Regions from separate parts of the Dromaius novaehollandiae genome. Here region 1 is linked to region 2. Evidence: chromatin contacts called from public Hi-C data. All regions are on one chromosome and are shown on one strand. Each heading gives the region's core, a stretch centred on a gene start, on an enhancer-like site or on the middle of the called end of the contact. The rest is flanking DNA. Distances are from core to core; before and after follow the strand shown.

Evidence for each region. Hi-C and Micro-C count contacts between places; a contact is called where the count stands out from the background.
Region 1: a Hi-C map of ovary shows a contact between it and region 2, with 2.5 times the contacts expected there. The contact joins the enhancer-like site here to the promoter of AP1S3 in region 2. A contact is called at or near these places in 2 of 4 Hi-C or Micro-C datasets (brain and ovary).

What each region holds. Positions count from the first base shown.
Region 1 is chr9:21,871,921-21,878,212 of bDroNov1.hap1, reverse strand. All of the region lies in intron 2 of LOC112988872 (a long non-coding RNA gene), which reads left to right. Among named protein-coding and RNA genes, the nearest start is that of SCG2, 51 kb to the right of the region's middle. Within about 2 kb of position 4,077, at least 2 of the 2 cell types and tissues checked have open chromatin away from gene starts, as enhancers often do.
Region 2 is chr9:21,763,599-21,770,724 of bDroNov1.hap1, reverse strand. AP1S3 (adaptor related protein complex 1 subunit sigma 3) reads right to left here and starts at 3,989. Exons shown (of 5, transcript XM_026109591.2): 1 at 3,871-3,989. The coding sequence starts at 3,960. WDFY1 (WD repeat and FYVE domain containing 1) reads right to left here. Exons shown (of 12, transcript XM_026109590.2): 12 at 6,452-7,126.

The DNA.
Region 1 (6,292 bases), core at 2,828-5,327, 110 kb before region 2:
CTGCCTGATGCACGTTGTTCTTACAGTTGCCTGTAATTTGAAAATTGTGCTGGGGGCTAAAGGAGATAGTTTGGCAATTGGAAAATGAATACCGAGGGGAAAAAAATACAGCTCTCTGAAATGGAAGCAAATGGATTAATGGAAATGGAATAATGCAAATGGAAAATATGTCTAGCACATGTCACGATAGCACTGAGAAAGCTTCACAGCTTGCTCTCCAGCTGCGACCTTGCCAGTGCTCCCGTAGCGTTTAGCAGGGACTTCAAGGCAGCTGTGCTCTAGTGCCTGTATAAGCAGAAGCGATTTGCAGAGAAACTGCAGGCATCACTGCTGTTCTGCAGAGGAGGTAGCTCTTAGCTGGCTTCCAGGCTCTTGAGGCTACAAAATACCTGAGCGAGAGACAGTATGCCCAACAGCTTGTTTTTTTACAAATACATCAGTTAGTTTAAATAAAAGATTACCTCTTCTCGCACACCAGTCTTCTTAAGAAGAAAGGAGTGAGGTGTGAAAAACTATGGCCCTCTCTCAGATACAGGTGTACATGTGATGCCAATTAATGTCAATGAAGTGATGAGGTTATTTCCTCCCTTTGTCAGTCTTTTCCTGTAATGAAACACGAGCTATTTAATAACATGCTCTGCACATTTAGTTTAGACGCTCGTGATCTTTAGAGGATAGGAATCAGATATTGGTTTAATTGGGTCTCATTTGTAAATTAGTAACATTGATTTAGCTTCTCTGATCTTAGTCTCACTTTTTTAACATAGATTTTTGGGTAAATAGCTGCCAGTTCAGGGATTTTGTTTCTGGTGGTTAGCATCACAGCAGCTTTTTCTGCTTCCAGGTTATGTCTCCTGTTTCATGCATCAGCTCAGTGGGTGGAATCCTGACTCTTCTTAAATCAATGGCAAAACTCTCTCTGACGTTCACTGGTGAGGATTTCAGTGTTTGTCTTTAACAGCTGTCATAACACATTTTATGATGCATTTGACCCTCTCTGCTCCTCCCATTAGAGCTTTGAATTAGAAGAATCGAGTATGTCCAGTAATCAACAAGCAGATTTCTCAAAGAGCTTGAAAGTCTCTAAGGTTAAGAATAGATAAAAGAGCGATTGGAAATTCATCCAGCCAAAAAGCCCTTCTTAGGGATGGGGCAAGTTTTGGTTTAGAAGACGCTTGTGACCTGCATTTTTCCATCGTCAATGGTATAATGCTATTATTGCCTTATGTTGTAAACAGTTTTGCTCTTGTGTTTATATTTAAAAAGAAGAAAGTGTGATTTTTATTGCTAAATCTCTTTCTGTGGTCTGACTTTGGCAGACTGCCTTACTACTATGCAATCTGTGTTGAAACTAGAAACCTTGAATAATATAACACAGTTATTAACTTCTTCTTCCAATGCTCTTGTTGCTTCTTTAAAAGGTGTGCAGTCAAATGAAAACAACAAATGTTAATTCAAAGCCACAGTTGCTGTTTTCAAGAGGAAGATAAAAGACAGCTTTAGAGAAACCTGTATTTTCTGTTTCTTATTGACAAAGTCACAGTTATGGAAAGCTTTGTGAAACTTGTGCTGAATTTAATCTTGCTTCTGAAACTATTTTCCTAGGACATTGAAATATGTAAATCCAAGAAACTGAGGAGGAGGAGGGAATGGAACAGGTCAAATAACAGGCATTTATTGTTGAAGGTATATTGTTTGAGATGTGCTGATGAAAGAAATAGTGTAGAGAAATGTCAAGTAATTTGTAAATCGAAAGTGTACACGTACTGCTACGACCTTTTATTTTTCCATGAGTATGCTTCATGCCTAACAGTGCTAATCACAGATTTTACTAGGAGGAAGCCATATCAATCCCTTTTTAAAAAGTAACACAATTGTTGACCCTCTATGCAATATTGTCATATACTTGAAGCTTTCTTTGTGAATACTTTTTATGCTGAAGATAATTATTTCCTAGAGTAGATCCTAATCATTTTAGTCTTTCTGGCTCTGGGATGTTTTACAAGTTCCCTGTTTTCAGAGAAAGGTTGACAATGTCATCTGGACTGAAGTCTCCTGATTTTGTGGAAGTAATCCCTGCATAAGGTAGGGCTGTGCTCCTTTCTAATGTCACCGTTCAGAGTATGCAAATAATTTACAGTATGAGGTAAAAGGTTTCTATTATATTAACTCTCTATTTTTAAATAACAATCTTAGCAACCCAAACACTGGCTATTACTGTGTTTTGTGTTTAACAGTCTTGTGTAGTATTGCATTTAAGTAGAGTTGAACTTCCCTAGTCTGTGAAAATCATTTGTATTTACTCGGAATGTCACAAAGCCATCTACTGCTCTTGAACTTCACCAAGCACTGGTCTCCATTGGCCTCAGCTTGACTTATAAGTGGTTTTGCTTCCAGGTTTTCTTAATTATTCCTTAGCCATCTCCTATCCTGGGCTGCTAAATAATGGAAAGAGTTGGGTCAAATATGATTGTTTGACTATCAAAACCCCTTTCTGCCAATTCCTTGCCTGGCCTGTTATGCTACATTACACTGTGAATCATTTTCTTTGTTTCTGCTCCTCACACTCATTTCCTAATTTTGTGGGCAAAAAAGAAGTCACAGTTTCTGAAGCTGGTGCAATATGCGTCAAAGGCAATATTCCCACTGACTTAAGTGAGAACAGCCAGATGTCTAAATGTCTGCATGACTGAGGTGAGAATCCGGAGGCTGAATCCCTTTCCTTGGAGGGGAAGCATTTAGGGAGGAATCCACAAGCAGATTAATTAAATAGCAAATCTCCCTTCGAGAGGCTGTTGGTGTTTAAAGATTCGGTTCTGTTGACAGTAACAGAAGGCCCTATTTTTTTGCTTCCTTGTTGAACAAAGAAGTTTCAAATGTAATTCGTTCTTTTGCCAGGTAAAGTTCAATTGTAATGAGATTTTGTTAATGCAGATGTTGTGTGTATTTTCTATATCTGTGCCCTTGAAATGTGGTTGTTATAGCAACAGGCTTAACTATTAAACAGGTTTTAGTTTTATATCTGCTTCATAACATATAATGTAATTAGGTATTTGCAGCAACTCTAAGCATCATGTTAGCTAGTAGATGACACAAATATCACTTACCTTCCAAAGTAAATTAACTACAAGGTACTATCTCTAAAATGTATGTTATTAATCTGTCTAATTTCTTTCTGCCTGAAAGAATGTTAAAAAAAATAATAATAATGTAAATATCCAGTGTTAAAATGTGCAAAAATGGTTAGATTTCAAAGAGCTCACAATACTGGTAATTTTGGAAAACGGATCCCAGCTGAAGCCTTTTAACATTTGAAAGTCTTATCCAAGCTGCGCATCTGTAGTTCACAACTCACTGCCCGCGCTGGCCGTCGCGGCGATCGCATTGCCGCAGGCCTGTGGGGACGGCTGTGCTCCCAGCCCAGGGCAAAGCCAGATGAACGGCTGATGAAATGAGCACTCCTGAGGTGCATTGTGGATCCATTTTCCCCTCAAAATTCGCTTGAAATTAAGCTCCTCTCTGCTGTGTGAGGTTTTCAACTCAAGATCAACCTACTTAAAGAATTACGGAGTTTTTGGTTTCTGACGGTGGGAACGATCTCTGAAATCAGTTTTCCCTCTCAACCCCGGGAAGGGGAAGGCGGGGGAGCGAAGGGAGAAGCCTGTGTTTTGTACCTGCACCAACGGGTGTTCCCGAGACGGGAGCGACCTGGCTCTGGAGAGCCCGCGGCCCTGGGGAGAGGAGGTTAGGCACCGGCAGCCTCGGGGCACCTTCCTCGTTGAGAAAGGGCGAACCACGCTGCCCGCGCTGGGGCCCCAGGGAGGGCTTCTCCCAGGCGCGGGAGCACCATGTGCCCTTCCAGTGCGTTTTCTATCATCCTTTGAGAACCCTGCGAAAGCAAAATCCTGTTTAATGTGAAATAACACATCACTGAGCTTGTTCAGCAGTTTGTGCAGCAGCTTCACATGTCGTGGCGCTTTTTGAGCTGGCTTTGTTGCTGCTCCTTCTTATAACCGAAGCTTTTAACTTCCTCGGGCGGATGTTATTGCAGCAACCTGACACTCAGCCTTGTGACCGAGGCTTTGTCTTGGTGCTCGGATCTGAAGTCTGGTGCGTACAATGAGAGAGGCCCCTAAGAGCCCTGAGAAAAGCAGGGGGGGATATAGTTTTTTAAAAAGAAGCCTGAGGTCTAAACCTTAGAGTGTGCATTTGCGCCATCCAGTCAACATGCTTAAAAAAAGCAGTTCTGCACTGAAATCAGATAATTGTCGCTCCAAAAAATCAGCAAGTCTTTTTGCCATTTGTGCATTTTAAACATCTTTTTTGCCTATGCCATTGTCGTAACTGATTATATATGACTGGTCTGAAATTTGCATATTTAGGCGCAGACTAAATTTTTCTTTCTAGAACATATGGTCCAGAACTTTATCAGAAATTGATAGTCTTGTTATTAGGTGGCATTGATCTGCAAGAAAAATAATGCTATTGATGAATTTTAATTAATTCTTTTTAGTAAGTGAACTTCTCTCCAGCAAACTTTCTCAGTATAGTAATAAAGGATACAGTAATCTAAAGCCTGCAGGACTCTGTTCTTGTGGCACAGTGCCTGCAAAACATTTCAATAATACGGTTCCAGAATTAGCAAATTACAGGATTGGGATAGCTGTAACTCGTTTATTGCCATACGCATAATCCAGATCTCTCAAGGGTTAAATCACTAAATCTGCGGTCCAGCATTTGTTGGTATGAGGCAACAAGATCTCCTGAAACTATTCATCTGGTTTGAGAAAAAATGAATTTAGGGTGAAAGAAATGACATTTTTTCCTCTTTCCATTTTACTTGTATTAAAAACAGATGGGAAATCTCAGTCATGCTTTTAACAATTAGCTGCAAATCGGTGCCGTGAGTTTGTAAATACTACCCTGTCGGTTTAAACGCGGTCGTGAGAAGCGCTCCGATGGTACACCTGCACAGCATGACAGTTCGCTTTGAAGGGTGTAGTTCGCAACTCGACCTCCAAACTCTGAAACTTCTGGTTTCAGAAACTCGTTCAATCTGTTTCTGCACGTGTCTGTGCTTCTCGCTCAGCACACGCGATCTCCCTGCGGCTCGTCCCGCAGAAGGGTGGGGGATTGGGTGTTTCTTTCTCGGGGCGTTAGTGGGCCGGTCGGAAGGAGGCCCGTGGCAGAGGCGCTGGCTCCGGCACAAGGACACGCAGCCGCGCCGCGTCTTGCTGGAGACGGCATCGAGCATCTGCTCCAGATGCAGGTCTGGTCTGTCCCCCGGCTGCCCGACGCAGCGGAGAAACACCTTCCCCCAGGTGCGACAGGTTTCATGCAAGTTCTGGGGATTTATTTAGCTGCTGTGGAGACTAAAATCAATTGCTGCTTCAGAGAGCAAAATACTGCCCTTTGCTGTTGCCCGTTACCCTACGCCAGGTGTTTGGCTGGAAATAACAGTCCACAATTGCTAACTTGGCCACAAGAGGGAGCGCGTAAATCCCACGAATGCAAGAAGGACGTGTTGAAATAGACTAATATAAATATTCTGAATTAGATTATTAGAAAACAGCCGATTGTTTCTTAATTTGAATTAACTTTTCTTGTGCTTTCATATAGAAGTTTCCTGAAGCTTTTAGTAGATAGCTTTGAGTGCCAGACAAGTTGAGGCAGCCAGACTGAGGCCTCATTTGTGACAGTTGTACATTCGTGAAGTAAAATTTAACCAAATTCTGCTCTTAGCTTTAAAAAAAAAAAAAAAAAAAAAAAAAAAAAAAAAAAAGTACAAACTCCTGGAAATGACTGAAAGCTCAGGAATGGCCAATAACTGTCCACGGTCTTAATTCAGCATACAAATGTAAACTAGGTGCTTACTCTCTCTAGAATTTCCCTATATATATGTGGGGGTATATATGTATATGTACATGTACACATATGCATGCTCATTTATATGCATGAGCTAAGCTTATGCAGACAAGTACAACCTTTCTTAAGTGTGTCTGTTTAATGCTGACCAGTGGTCTTTGGAAAAGCCATGTGGGCTTTTGTGGAGATATTTGCATTCCTTTAAAATTAGCACGAAGCTCTAGAGGAAAGACAAAACTCTCATTAACTTCGAAAGGTCACAGTCTTTATTTGTCCTCAGTAACACATTGTGGAACAGCTGGCTCAAGATCACATGAGAAGAGGGCTGTTTCCAACAAAATCAGCCATTAATTAATGGGCAATAGAGACATTTTTTCCCCAGATCAGCAGGTCTTTCAGAGCTGCCCACAGCAAGATGCGGTACCTT
Region 2 (7,126 bases), core at 2,740-5,239:
AGAAGCATGATCCTTATTCTCTCATTTAGCAGTGTGGAGGTAATTCCCGCATTTCCTTGCGCATGCACAGCCCTTCCTCTCCCTAAGCTACAACTTGGTCTGTATAGACACACTTTTCCTAGACTCCTTTGCTGCTACTTGCTCAGTTCTAATTTCTCCATGTTTCAACCCAGTTCTGCCAGGCAGCAAGAGGCACGCTGCTCAGTGTGTTGCTGCTAACTGACTAGTGCTCTGCTTTACTTCTGGAGTGCAACACAAGAAATGTGAGCTCCAGCTCCCTACAGATCTCACAACACTTCATTTGCTTGCTTGCCTCTACTTTCTGACTGCACATCCTGGGTCTGCAAAGCAGCGGTAGCTATAGACCACATGAAAATTCGCCTTTTACCATTCAGCTGTGGTGCAGCACACAGTATGCCACAAGAACAGACTGCACTGGCCCCACTGACTTTGCTGGGGCTCTATCTTGCCCTCAGTGAGCTTGCCAAATATATACTTATTGCAAACAGCATCTGATAAAGTAGAACGAAACCTTTTGCTAGGTTCTCTGAAAGGTAGCTCAGGTGAGTAAACACGCCACGAAAGCTGCCGTGCTAATCATGCTTAAAGGCAGGAACACTGCCTCCCCCAAGGCGTAAACATCTGCTTTCCCCAGAACAGCAGAATCACGCTCCTGTCCCACGCAGTCCCTGGCCCTACCTGCTGTGGCCTGTGCAGAACAGCAGAGAGCTGGCTCTGCAGTTAAAACCCAGATGTTCCTCAGTGTTGGGAAGCAATGAATGTCCACTGTGATCACCAGCAGAATTTGGAAAGCCAGATCTCTGAAAGGCAGCTGGTACGCTAGGTATGCCTACTTGGAACTGGATAGGCCTGCGCTGCAAGCATGCAGACACCCCAGCGTAGCTGTATTGGAGATGCAGGGTATCAATCTTTTCATCTCAAAAATGAATTAGAAATTAAGGGCTGAGCATTCCCGACAAAAAAAAAAAAAAGTTACAGGAAAACAACTCTTTTCAGCAGCCTACATCCCACCTAGCTGTGTGCTCCCGTTTACTCCAGTGATGGACAATAATATTTTCTGCTTAACAATCTTACTGCAATAATCTTATTTTTCTATGCAAAGATCTAATTTAATTTGGCCCATGAACTCAAGAGAACTAGCTACCTGCTTTTGTGTTTTTTGCAAGTACATCAGAAAGAAAGAAGCAGCAGCAAACGCATCATGCATGTAATGCACATTAACAACAGTAGCAAACATTAACACATTATAGCCAATCTTGAAAGTTAGCAGAGTTAAGAAATTTGCTGCCCTACAGAGGAAAGACTGCAAATATAAGACCATGCCCAAGTTAGATGTTTTTCAGCACAGAAAGCCAGACTGTACTTAATGAGTGACTAACTAGAAGCCGTAGATAGTTGTAATTCTCCTGCTCCCCCCACCACTTGCACAGTGTACCTGCATAGTTTTGTGATAAAGATGATAGCTCAAACTTTCCTAGTAGAAACCAACCGATGGTTATCAGCATTGTACAACAAGGGGAATGGGGGATGCAGGAGAATGGCTGTGCCAGGTAAACTGATGGGAGATCACAGCAAGCCAGGAAAATTCCATGCCGTGGACTCCTTCAGGTCTTTCCCTTAGGCCACATTAATTAATCTGAACACAAAGTTTGTAAAGTAACACAAAGTTTTTCCGCTAACTCAAAACAGGCTGCAAAAAGACTGAGGCCCTTCTCTTTTGGATTTTATCTCTGCCTGGTAGAAAACACTCATATCCCTTCCTTAAGGGTCCTTTGAAAAGGCTTTTAAGGAAGGCAGCTTTTTTCCCCACTGGATATTGCATCCTCTTAGTCTGCATTCCACTCTTCTAGCAGCTATCACATTCAGAAATAAGAAATGCTCACATTGAGAGTTGCAGCGGCTTCAGTGAGTTTCATGTGCATAGAGATGCTGGTAAGAGCTTTCCTAGCTTCTAGGAATTAGTTTTGGTGAATCTGGACATTATTTATTTGAACAGATGTCATTGTTAAAAGGTCATATGCCATGGACTGATGAAGTCCTAAACTTGCCACAAGTTTTACATAAGGCCCTCCTAACGTCTTCACATTTTAAGGGCTGCAGAAGCTAACTGCGGACCATGTAAGTAAAGCTACATGTTCACTAATGATCTACAATTAATTGCAAAATTATATTCCACGTACGTTTTCAGGGAAACAAATGAAACCCAACAGGTCACATCAAGAGACAGAAACCATTGTCTAAAGAACAACAGGAAGAGAACAAAATATAGCATTCCTGCTTCCTTCTGAAAAGCTGCAACATTTCCTTCTGAAAAAATGCCCTCCTATTACAGAAAGAAGTCTCCTTACTCACACCGAGTACCAAAACAGTGAAGCAGAGCACTCACCATTTACACCGATTCTAGCCAACACTCTCCTTGGTCTCATTTTTCAGCACCTACACTGAGCTTTTGTCATGCACACAGAGCCACAGACTATTTCAGATGAGCAGACCTTTGTGAACCAAGGAGTTCAGGTTCATGAGCACTTGGTGATTTTACAGGAGACCTGCTGCACAGGTTTTTTTCCACTCAATACTAAGTCCATAGGGGAAAGAAAAAATGTAAAAGCCCAATCTATATTCAACTGCAGGAGGTAGCTTTTAATTGCTCTTTGGATCAATAAAGGCAATCTAACACTTGCTCTTGATTACTAGGCAGGGGTTTGTACTTTTCCAGACAATTTTTCCCTGCATTTCATTTGCTCCTTTTTGTCATTTCCTCACAAGATCTGAATCCTCCAGAACTTAAGTGCAAGACAGAACATTCATATCCCTAAGGAACATATAGAATTGTATTTCAGTGTCACAGATTTTTGTACTTATCAGCAGCAATAGCGTATTCAGTAAGCAGCACCACATTTCAGCAGTTTAAAGCACTAAAGAAGCGTAAAAATTGCATTCTCAAACCATTACAGCCTGTACTGAATTGACAGGGGTACACAATCACTTAAAGGGTGTCAAGTAGCATTTTATTCCATTTCCTAGCTGTAGAAAACTACGATCAGGCCAAAAGGTAAGTAAACATTAATAAAGCTCCATCCAGAATTCTACTTCTATCAAGAAAAAAATGTGTTATTGTAGCCCTCTTGTGTTCATTTGGATTAACAGCTATTGGATCAGGTCCCCTTCCTTATAGCCCCTCAAATCAAGCCCCCCAGTGCTTCTGCATGCTTTAACCACACCACCATTCCTTTCACTGTGCTCTCCACCTTCCCTCAGTTTCACTCTTCTCTCTTTCATCCTGGTTATTAAACCTAACCATACTCAGACCATGCTTTCAAACAGTAGAACATGCAGTTGATATATTCACACACTAAAACAAGAAAACTACCATTTTGAAATAAAAGGACTAAAACATCCCTTGTTTCCTATAAAACATACTTACACGCTTTGCATTTCTCCTCCCAAAAAGGGTTGGACTGAACATAATAAACAACCTTACTTGCCTCTTTTAAATTATGCCTAAGAGATCAAGTTTTAAATGGAATGTTCCACAGATAACATTTAGACATTCACAACCTTTCTTTACCCTCACAGAAAACAAGAAGATTAAAAAGACTGGTGGCCACCCCGTAGTTGGGACACAGCACAAAGTCAGAGATGGAGAATAGCAGCTTGATACTATATTCTTTTCCAACCTGCAAGGGCTAAAGCGAGCAGAAGAGCAAGTATGGCCACATTGCTATGGGTGCTTAATGGGATGGAGTCTTGTACCTGAGGGTGAGACAGCAGGGTGTTTCCACAGACACACTCACCTTCCCTGTCTGCTGCCTCGGGCATCCTTAGCTCAGCCATGCAAGACCCGCTCACCTGACACATCAGTAAGCTCAGGCAGCAGTTGAGGTGTGCTTCAAGAGCTCCTATCACCCATCTCAAAGAGTCAAACTCCAACACAGACATGCTGCTGCAGAGGAAACTTGGAGAAGGAGCCACAAACTAAGAAAGAAAGAAGAAGAAATATAATGAGAACAGAGGTACGACAAAGGACAGCGCCTAGAAGAGAAAAATGGCTATAGCTTAGCAGCAGCAAGGAACATTGGCAAGCAGTGCCCACTCCTGATCAGCAACATGGAGGGTGAACTTCAGGTCATGAACGCTCTTAAGAGCTTTGAGAGATGCATGCATTTTAAACTGAAAATCTAAGGAAAACAAGCAGTGGAAAGGAAAATCAATATAGATGCACATGGGCCATGGAATCTTTTTTATTTGAAAGATAAAAATAATAAAGTTAGGAGCAAGTTTAACTCTATTCTGCGTCTTTCCCTACAAACAAGGTAAAGGCAAGAAGAGGGTGTACCTCCTTAGCATTTGTTACTGCAAATCAGTGTTTACTGAAGAAGGTGTTAGTATATTTCAGAGGAAGAATGGAAAATCCAAACATAAAAACATAGAAGGGAAATCCTACAGTCAACCTGCATTTCTACATGAGTTTATCTTGGTTTGGGATGGATAAATGCTAAGGAATACCTAAGCCTCTAGCTCTCACAGAAAGCATGATTCACATCATACCAGGGCCTTTGAAACAAAAATTAAGAGCACTTAGTAATTCAGTTATAAAACAGCTACATGTAAGGCAACCCTTGCTAACTGTATGATAGAGCAATCAGGAAAGAATGGACCCAGTATTCCATATATAAGCCAATCCCACCTACCTTACGGTAATTAGATAGAGTCTAAATCAATGAATCTGGCTCAAATTCTCTGCGCAAGGGCAGATCACATAGCAAAACTGGCAAGAGATCTAGGGTACACAAATACAGGTAGCTTAGAGCTGCCAAACTAATTGCCCACCAATGTATGTTGAGGTGGCTGGTGGAAGGCTCATGATATGCAAGCAAAAAGCAAAGTTTCTAATGATCTCATATATTTTGGTTTATTAGTTTATAGAATATTTTTACATTTAATTTTATGAAAAATGAAAAACTGTAGATTACTGATATTTTAAAACTACTTTCTTTCATTGCACAGGTGATCAAAGCAATACTACATTTGAATCTCTTCCAACTATTAGTTTCTTTTGCATATTTATATTTAGTAGATTATACAGTGCTACCTACAGACCATGCCCTTACTTCCTCCAAAGGAACAAACACATTTGTGAGTCATCTGGCCACAGTTACTTAGGATTTGATAAGGCGGCTTGCTGCTCTGGATACATCCATGCAACTGCCATTCCCTTTATACTCATGAGACAAACAGAGTGAAGCAGATAAAGCTTCTAAAGGTTAAATTTTACCTTAGTGAAATATGTTTAGTTAATGATTAAAAAAAAAAAAAAAAAAAAGCCATGCTAAGCAAGCAGAAATTCATCTTTTTCTACAGATTTTCGTTCGTAACATTTCACTGATAGCCAAGTCATGTACAACTGAGACTTCTGAGTCTACTCATAAAAAAGCCTTGGAGAGTTTTACCTTTGAAATATGTAATATAAAGTTTGAGCCACATAAAAAAAAAAAATAGCCCCTTTTTTGAATCCAACTTATTCCTAATCAGTCCATTGACTAAGTTCAATACCACACTAAAAGATTCATTGTTAAAGCCTGCCACACAGCTTATCTGAAACTTAGATGAAGTTTTGCAACATAAGGAAGGACCCTGACATTGGTCAGCTATGCATTCTCAGATAGGAAGTGTAGATTAGATTTAAAATATGCCACAAGATGGTCTACACAGACCTCTAAACAAGCTTTTCTGGCTATAAATCAGTGAGAGCTTGATTTCAGAGTCAATTTTTTGTTGGAACTAGAGAACGGGGCATTTTGATAAAAATCCATTACAGTATTATACTGTCTTTGAGTGTGAATGCTGTGAGCAATTGTGAGGGATATGGATACTTCCCTGCTCATCCTCATCCTTTCCACTATGTGAAAGTGCGCTACGAGATAAGCGTAACCACCTCCTGCAGCTGCAGTTTGCGTCCTCTGTGTACATCATACAGTCGATTCTGCCCCTCTCATCCAATGCCATTAGGTATTTCTCTAATACGTCAGAATGGTCCATGCAATCTCAGGGTAGCAAGTTTATCTTCTGATACTCTATATTGTGAGAACCTTCACAGCACTCAGAAGAGTAACCAGACAACCAGAAGGGGTCTAAATGAGCTGGCAAGCAGGACAGAAAGGAAAGGGAACACAGCTGCATGTCCCCATCTGCAGGTATTTACAGCTCAGTAAGTAAGATCAGGACCACACAGCAGTTGTTTGTCTCAACTCACTGGTTCATCGTGCGCCTTTAACCCTAGTGCTGTGGCTCATTCAGCTCCAGGCAGCAGGTCTGACAAGCCCTCTCTGCAACCTAGAATTTGGACATGGACTGTCTAAATAAGGAGCCAGAGCATAGAATGGAGGTTGTTCAGTAACAAAGAAAAGATGGGTCATCCAAATAGACTAAGTGGATATCAAGAAATATTTTATTGTACATGTAATCAAAATTAAAAAAACCAAAACCTCAGACAAGAGGGAGCAAGGGACAGATTTATCTAGCATCTCTTAACTATGCAGGGTACAGAAATACAACTAGTAAGAATTTGCACACATCAGTACCCTTTGCTCCCCTTCCCTGCCCCAATTAAAGAGGTTATACAAGCGAGATTAGTAATGCTTCAAATCAAGCTTCCTCAGTAACTGCACACTTGACCTGACATAGCTGAAGTATGTTCAGTTTCATGACAGTATGCACCTTCAAAACAATTGTTTTAAACAACACAGCATCTCTTTAGTGGTTTGTAAGCATTACTCATTCAACACCAAGAGTATACTTAAGTGACTAATGACTTGGCAGCCATAATTATCTTGTTATATCCAAACCAACACTATCTTTAAGTATATCAATTATAGAAAATAGATTCATTAGGCTTACCAATATGTAGTAGAGAATATATTATCAAGTGGCAAACCTTAATGTAAGATAAGTGGCTGTCAAGAAGCAGAGGAAATATTCACAGGGAAGGGGGCAGGGAGTTACATGCTGAGCAGGGAGCATGTTGACTAGTCAGAACTAAAAAAGCTGAAGTTCAGGACTGTTAGCTGCTAAAGAGTTACACCTCAGTATCATTGGTGTAAGAAGA